2 separate regions of the Pan troglodytes genome follow, and region 1 is linked to region 2. A link is a contact called in public HiChIP or PLAC-seq data. All regions are on one chromosome and are shown on one strand. The core of a region is the stretch at or near the end of the contact, and the rest is flanking DNA. Distances in the headings are between cores, read along the strand shown.

Region 1 (4,136 bases), core at 950-3,449, 230 kb after region 2:
AAGCATCAAAATTACAAATGCCTATACAAAATCTTTACAATTGAATATAAAGAAAGTCTACAGAAACATTACTAGATTCATGAAAGTGAATAAATCTGTGTATATTTCAGTTATGGCAAAACATATAATCTAAGACTACATTTATAGTTTGGATTAGCCAAGTTTGCTGGGAAGAAAATGTTTTTCCCAGTGTAATGTATGAGGCAGGTTGTTGGATGGAGACACTTTCTTCACGTGGCTCAGACTGCGGTCCAGCTGCTCAGGGAACTGTTTCATGGTTCTGTCCACAGCGCGTGCTCACTGCCTCATTTCTAAAGTTATTCACTTGTACTTAATTTCAAGCCATTTTTTTTTTTACTTTGAAAACTCTGAACGCCTCATTGAGGACAGTACATACACTGTGTGCCAAGGTCTGGTTTCAAAGTTTAGCTGTTTTTGAGTTATTTGACTGGACAAAAGGTCGAAAGATATCTTTCACAGCAGGGAAAGTGTAATTTTCCAAGTCTTTATGATGTTTAGAAATAGTTGGAGTGATTTTTCCCTAAAATTTCCATAAGTAAATAACTTTTACCCGTGGTATAAGCTTGATTTTGAGATGCCTTGGCAAAAAATTTGAAAATAACCCTCTCCCTACCTCCAGTCTCCAGCCTCATCCTCAGTATGCGCTCCAGCAATAAGGGAATTGGAGGGACCCCAGGTTAAAATCAAGACCTTTCATGTTTGGATTAAAAGTATGAAGTATGGAAAGTTTTAGCTTCTAAAAACTTGTCTTTATCATTTAATATTACGTATGTTTTAGAAAAAAGCTGGGAGAAGAGCTCTGGTGTCTGAGATCACTCTCTCCAAATTCCTGTAGGGTCCTGCTATAATTCCTGATGGTATTTGCATCTCACTTATCCATGTACCTTACAGCCGACTTTCTTTTCCACAGATAGAATTGGCCTCCCACTTTAGGACAATGTGTCCTCCAAATTTGCCAGGGCAACTCCATACCTTACTTTAACTTCTTGCAGGACCTAACTCTCCAATCAGTCGTTAGTGTATATTTTTGTGTACTTGGCTCAAAGTCTTTCAGTGCGGATGTGGACCTTCCGGAGAGTAATCTCCTCCAATGAAGAGCAAATGGTCATAAGGAACATGTACGAGCAGGTATTCCTGTTAAGCCTTATGCTCCGTCTTTCACCCATCCACTTGCACAGGGGACTAGTTTCCTTTTATGATCCTACCCAAACGTTTGGCCTTTTTGGAGAAGTGAGGGAAGTGAGGGGTAGAATTTTTGAGACTCAGTTCAGGGCCTTTGATATGCTGTTCTTGTCCTTCAACAGATGTATCAAGTATCTCTGGGTCATCCCCTAAGACACGTTGGTGATGAACAATTCCTAGAACTGGTCTAATTTTTTTTTTTTTTTTTTTTGGATAACAGCACAGTTTATATTTTTTGGGCATCTTCTTGAACTGTACAAGTATATTCAGCATCATTTCTCTGCCCTGTCGATCTTTTGTCTTTTCTTCTGTGCTGTCAATAACCTGTTTGGCAAATGTCTACTTCCATTGTCCACTCCGTGAGCCAGTGTACACCGGTCTCCATCTCCCATTCCTGCAGGTCCCTTCGTGGAAACGGCAAAGTGCCTGACTGTAGTCCCCTCATTCTGGACGGACTCTGCCATCCACCAGCCTCTTCTCCCATTTCCCAGGGCTTCCTCCCACATCTGTCTATTTCATCGATCGCCTCCTCCTCTTAGGGAAGTTGAGTCTGTCGAGTTCCCCTGCACATCGCCTGCCAGTCCAAGTCTCCTGCCCGCCTCCCGCACGCCCTCCCGCGCCGCGGTGTCTGTGGGTCGGTTCCCAGACGCGCCCGCCAGCTCTTGGGCCTCCACTGGCTGGACGTGGGTCTGTCCCGCGCCCGCGCGTCCGTCCGTCCCCCACTTGCCTCCAATTCGGCAGGAACTTTACCCCAGCCAGGAGGAGAAGGACGGTGCGCGCGGGTGCGGGTCTGGCCGGCTGGGGCCGGCGCGGGGGTGGCGAGGGGCGCCAGGCGGCGTCGGCTTGCGAGCGGGCCGGGGGCGTCGCGGGCCGCCCTGCCCTATAAGGGGCCGTGCCGCCTCCGCCGCCGGGCGGGTGCCGGGCGGACCGCGGCGGTGGCGGCGGCGGCTGCGATTGGCTCAGGCGCCCCATCCGGGGACTGGGCTCGGCGCTGCTCGTTCGCCCTAAAGGTACCAATATGGCGGAGGTGAGCAGGGAAACCGGGCAGGAGCAGCCGGGCTGGAGCGGGCGCCCGGCGGCTCCCCGCGACCCCCGAGCCAGCCTGGGGGATCCGGGGCTCTTTCCGCTGCCCCATGAGGGGCGGCGTGGCGACGCGGGGGTCGCGGGGCGGCGACTGGCCGTGGCGGGGCTGGCCGGGGGGCGGGAGCGGGCGCGGGAGCGGTCTCCCTCCGGGACTAGGCCGCGGCGGCTCCGGCCCCGGTCGGGCCGGGCGACCGAGCCGGACGGAGGTGGCGGCCGGCTGCAGTGAGCCCTGCCCCAGGGACGGGGCAGTGCCGTGTCCCCGGTCGCTGACGCGGGCCGCCGGCGCCTCCGCGCCTCTTGCCCGGGCCCGGGTGGGTGGAAACCGGCCGAGCCCCCACCTCCGCGGCCGGATCGCAAAGAGGGGAGCGGGCTGCGCCACTGCCCTGCGGGAGTCGTGCGCTGTGCCCCCGGCCCACCGGGCCCGGGCTGCGGCGCGAAGGAGCCGCACGCTTCACTTTGCTGGGGGCGCGGAGAAGAGCGGGATGCGGGGCCACCGGGCTTCTCAGAAGAGCGGGACTCCCCACCCCGCAGCCCGGGAGGTGCGGGAGCCCCTGGGGTTAAAGGGCAGACCGAGACCCTCGACGCCCTCTCCAGGAGAGCGGCTTGATAGCTCCAGTTTTCTCTGGGCTGGAGGAAGGAAGGCTGGGCGAGCGAAGCTGCCCCGGCCATGTCCCCCGGGACTGGTGAGCTGGGGGGAGGGGGCGGTGTGGCAGGAGCCCCTGGGCTGGAGCTCGCTGGGGCGGGGGGCGCGCTGACGGTCCAGGGAGGGACTGAACACTCTGGAAGGAGCCAGCATCCCTGGAACTGAGAGGAGCTGCATCTCTGGACTCGAGAGAGAGGATGGGGGGCTCGCGCTTTGGTTTGGGGGCGAGTGTCCGATTCGAGCTGGCCTACGCTCCAGGGGAAGAGATCGGCTTCGGAGTTGGGTCTCCCGGGCCCCAGGGGCGAACTAGGTGCTCAGAACGCGAGTTCGTTCCAGAAAAGGGTGTTACGTTTCGAGTTGTTTGGGGCTTCGGAGAGCCGGGTGGGATTTGGAGGACTCCGGAGATGCCAGGGATGGGGGACTGATGGTGCGAGCCGACTGCTCTGGGTTTTGCTTCTCTGCTTGGTAACTTGCTGAGCTCCAAGAAGCGACTTGGAGTTGCCTCTCAGACTCCGGGCTTCGTCCCGGGTCTGTGAGTTTGTACACTTGGGACTCGGGGAGGAAGGCGAGGCAGCCAAGAGGGGGCCCGAAAGGGGCCGGGAGCGATTCGAGCGAAGCTACGTCTTGCACTTTTGGCAGCTGCGGAGGAGCGCTCGACTCCGCCTCCTCTGCGCCCTGTTGCCGGCGCTGCCTCTTTCCCTGGCTGTGCGATCTAACCTCACGTTTTCTTATCTCTCTCCTAGGCTTCTTTTGGAAGTTCGAGCCCAGGTTTGTCCTATTTTCTTACGTCTTCGGTGGTTCCCAGTGGGTAATGTGGGCTCAAAGGTCTGTTGCTAAAGGATTCCCAATAGAAATGTATCCTGCAGGTTTTTCTTCATTGATTTTTAAGAGTTTCAATGTGCATTTAGTAAAGTTTGGGGAAGAAACAGTTATACTGTTCTTTGTTGTTTTCTCTTGCATGTTGAAAAAGTAACTGTTACAAAGTTGCTAAGACAAGCGTTCTTTTAAGGAATATGGCTTTAATTATTACATATCTTATTTTTCCTCCGAGCCTGAAACAGTTAATCCCAAATTAACTTGACACCAACTTTAGCAATTTAGATTTTAACTTCGGTTTCTTCTAGAGATTGAGTAATTTGTCAGAACTCTGGGACTACTTCACTAACTGTAACCCCTCATCTCCTCTTACGTTGTTTCTTTTTCATAA
Region 2 (3,849 bases), core at 181-2,680:
TAAATTTTAAAACTATGAAATTGGCACATAATCTTACAAAAGATCTCCAACCCTCTTCGATGGACCAAGGAAAGCGAAGACAGGTGTGCTGCCACGGAGCATTAGCAAATGTAACTCAGAGATAAGTGTAAAGAGAAAGAGGCTCCCTCCAAATCAGAACGTCTACTAGAGGAGGCATATTCCCACCCAGTAAGGCCAGAAAGGTGAACTAGAAGTAGGGCAAACCCGCTTCTTAAATTCTCCCGAGGAGACTTCCCCACTTCTGAGGGAGCAAAGGGCTAGAAGGTGTAGGTTTCCACTTCCTCGAATTAAGAAAACAGGTTTCTCCCAAAACTGAGGGGGTGGAAGGTACAGGGCCCTTTTCGTAAACCAAAGAATGGTTCTCTCTCAAAAATGCACATGTCCCCTCAGACCCCACAGGACTCGGAGGAACAAAGTAGCCTTCGCCCAGTCCACGGCAAGTGCCACGGACCTGGGAGAGGCGGGGAAAGCTGAGGCGCTGCTGAAGAAACCGCCGAAGGCCACAACTCGGCCTCGACTCCCTCAGCCCTGAGAAGGGTAGTGGTGCAAAACCAGGCGGGCGTGTGCAAGAGGCCGGGGGAAGGAAGGCCGAGCACGGAGAGCGTCGGACTCGCTCCCAGCCTCCGCCAAACGCCAAACACCCCCCAACCAAGCCGCCGGGGCTAAACCACCCACCCCCTCCTCACAACCACCACCTCCGCTCCACCCCGGCCGAGTCAATACCTAGAGGGGCCTATCTGCGCCTCCCTCCCCTCTCACTCCTTGCTTCTCGCCGCCCCTCCGTCGGCGGGCAGCCTCACACCTCGCGCCACCAACGCCGCTCCCGACCCCTCAAACCCCAACACGGACACGGGCACTCCCCTCCTCCCCCGGGCTCGGGCGTGGAGCCTAGAGGACGGTATTACCTTCTGCCCCACCAGAGGTGCCCCTGGCCTGGGGGTGCCGCCGCGCCTGATCCCGGGAGAAGGTTTTCGGTACTTTGAATAATCCCCTTTTGCCGCTTTTCCCTCCCCCACAACCAGTCTCAGTCCCAAAATGGCGCCGACCCGATCCGCAATGTTCTGGGCCAAGTCTCGCGAGATCGCGGACAGTGGCGAGGCGGGGAAGGAACTAGAGGGATTGAGGAGGGAGGGAAGGCGGGGCGAGGAGAAGGAGGGAGAAAGGGTGTGGAAGAAGCGGTGCGAACGAACCTACTGGGCGGGACACCAGGAAGAGCGCCTCCACCAGAGAACCTTCTGGCCCAAGCAACCGCTCACGCCGCGGTCAAAGAAGCTCCGCCCTCTACGTCGGGCGCCTGGGGGGAGGGGGAGAAGGCGTGGCTAGGGCTGGGGGCGGGGCTTCGAGGAGGCCCCGGAGCAGGGGCGCGCGGGGGGCGGTGGCTCCACGCGGTGACGTCAGGAGCAGCTGGAGTCGGGGATTACCCCCTGCTGCTGACGTGAGGACGGTGAACAATCGGGAACGTTCGGTGGAAGGGGGAATTCCCCGCCGCTCCCTGAGGAGCCCCTCCTCCCGCACCTCCCCCCGTCCGGGGCTGCCTCGGAGTCCGGGCTGGTGGGGCCGCGCAGAGGGCGAGAGGGGGGTGCTGCGCCGGGAAGCGGCCGCGCAGGCTCGAGTGGCGCGCGCTGCAGCGTCTTCCCCAGCTCTAAGCTCCCGAAGCTGCGCCGCAGCTCCTCCGAGCTTCAAGCTGCGGAAGACGCTGCGGCGCACGCCCTTCGCCGGGTACCCTGCTTGGGCCTCGCGCTCGGGCCTGGGTGAATCGGCGCTCACACGGCGCCTATGCTCAGCTCTGCGCAGGCGGAACATCTGCCGAGCCGGCGCCGGAGCGGTAGGGCACGCTGAGGGGATGCTCCACCGTGGCATGCGAACGCGGACTGTGTCAGGCATGAGAGGTGCACACGGGAGCCCTGCGGCTGAGGAAAGCAGACGTGCGGGGAGCCAAGCCCAGACTCTCAAGAGGGTAGAAATGGCTACTAGGTATAATCATGCTAATTATTTTTCTTTCTACTAAATCTGCAGTAGGTGAATTATTTCAACAGCCAGAGTATCAGAACCACAGAGCCCATTCGAGATTTTTAAAAATCAGTATTACCGTGTTCAAAGTTGTTTCTCTAATTGTGACACCTTTTCGCCTTATAACCGTAGCCTCACTTTAACACCTGGGAAGTTGGCATTCTATGAAAAAGAAAAATCACATTTGTTTAGAGGGAAGGTGGGGGGAGGTTGTCTCAAAGAGGGAAAGTCTGGAAAATAAAGATATTTGGCTGTTCGCCCTCCCCTAAGCCACAAGGACTTCATAACGTAGAAATTTTATGGTAGTTGTACATGCATTATGGGGTTTGTAGTTTAATGGAATGTTTCTAGAAGATACCTGAAAAAGGGTGGAACGTAAACTCACCAAAATTTACCGTCCCCAACCTTCTGTTTTAATCTTTATCGGGAGTTGGCCACTTTAAGCAATTAATAATGCCCCTCTGCGGGGCAGAGGAAAGGGAATTAACACTTGCTGGATGCCTTGCCCGTGCCGGGCATTTTAATGCTTGTATCACCCTCTGGGGTGGGTACTATTTTGCAGATAAGGAAACAGGATGAGATTGACGTGTTTAACGTTACAGAATATGGAAGTTGGGCGCCACAACTTGGCTGTACCACATTTAAACTCAAGTCTATTAGGGGCTTGATCCACTTTCTTTTCTCTACACCACATTGTTTCCGTATAAGCAACTTACGTGTTGGGAGAGGACCTGCTCGTGCTTTTATGTGTAAGCATGATATCAAACCAAGAAAAAATAAAGGAAACAAAAAAAAAACCCAAGGATAAAACTGATAACTTAGACACACAATTTGTGCCTTTCATGTGACAGAAGACACTATAAAGTCGAACAACTGGTAGTGAAACAGAGAAACAATTGTAGTAAATCACAAGCAAGTTAATATTTATATTCGATTACCATCCTTAGCGTATGTTTTATTTGCATAAGAAAATATAAAGAGCTCTTACAAATTATTAAGAAAAAGATAACACCCACTCTTTTAAAAAGTTAAGGGCGGACCGGGCGCGGTGACTCACGCCTGTAATCCCAACACTTCAGAAGGCTGAGGCTGGAGGATCACCTGAGGTCGGGTGACCAACACAGCGGAAACCCCCTCTCTACTAAAAATACAAATATTAGCTGGGCGTGGTGGCGGGCACCCATAGTCCCAGCTACTAGGGAGGGTGAGGTATGAGAATCGCTTGAACCCAGGAGGGAGAAGTTGCAGTGAGCCAAGATTGCACCACTGCACTCAAGCCTGGGCGACAGAGTAAACCCTGTCTCAAAAAAAAAAGTTTAGCCCGGGCGCGGTGGCTCACGCCTGTAATCCCAGCACTTTGGGAGGCCGAGGCGGGCGGATAACCTGAGGTCGCGAGTTCTAGACCAGCCTGAACAACTTGGAGAAACCCCGTCTCTACTAAAAATAACAAAATTAGGCTGGGCGCGGTGGCTCACGCCTGTAATCTCAGTACTTTGGGAGGCCGAGGCGGGCGGATCACGAGGTTAGGAGATCGAGACCATCCTGGCTAACACGGTGAAACCCCGTCTCTACTAAAAATACAAAAAAAAAATTAGCCGGGCGTGGTGGCGGGCGTCTGTAGTCCCATCTACTCGGGAGGTTGAGGCAGGAGAATGGCGTGAACCTGGGAGGCGGAGCTTGCAGTGAGCCGAGATCTCTCCACTGCACTCCAGCCTGGGCGACAGAGCGAGACTCCGTCTCAAAAAACAAAAACAAAGCAAAAAATATATATACACAAAATTAGGCCGGGCGTGGTGGCTCTGGCTCACGCCTCTAATC

Evidence for each region. HiChIP or PLAC-seq counts read pairs in DNA pulled down with a chosen protein or histone mark.
Region 1: a contact with region 2 is called in an H3K4me3 HiChIP or PLAC-seq map of stem cell-derived excitatory neurons, with 10 times the contacts expected there. The contact joins the promoter of MIER3 here to the promoter of GPBP1 in region 2. A contact is called at or near these places in 1 of 7 Hi-C or Micro-C datasets (stem cell-derived neural progenitor cells) and 1 of 1 datasets of contacts at active chromatin or transcription factors (stem cell-derived excitatory neurons).

The regions. Positions count from the first base shown.
Region 1 is chr4:57,683,917-57,688,052 of NHGRI_mPanTro3-v2.0_pri, forward strand. It overlaps MIER3 (MIER family member 3), which reads left to right and starts at 2,200. Exons shown (of 13, transcript NM_001280521.1): 1 at 2,200-2,230; 2 at 3,673-3,697.
Region 2 is chr4:57,455,255-57,459,103 of NHGRI_mPanTro3-v2.0_pri, forward strand. GPBP1 (GC-rich promoter binding protein 1) reads right to left here and starts at 1,431. Exons shown (of 13, transcript XM_009449137.4): 1 at 1,212-1,431.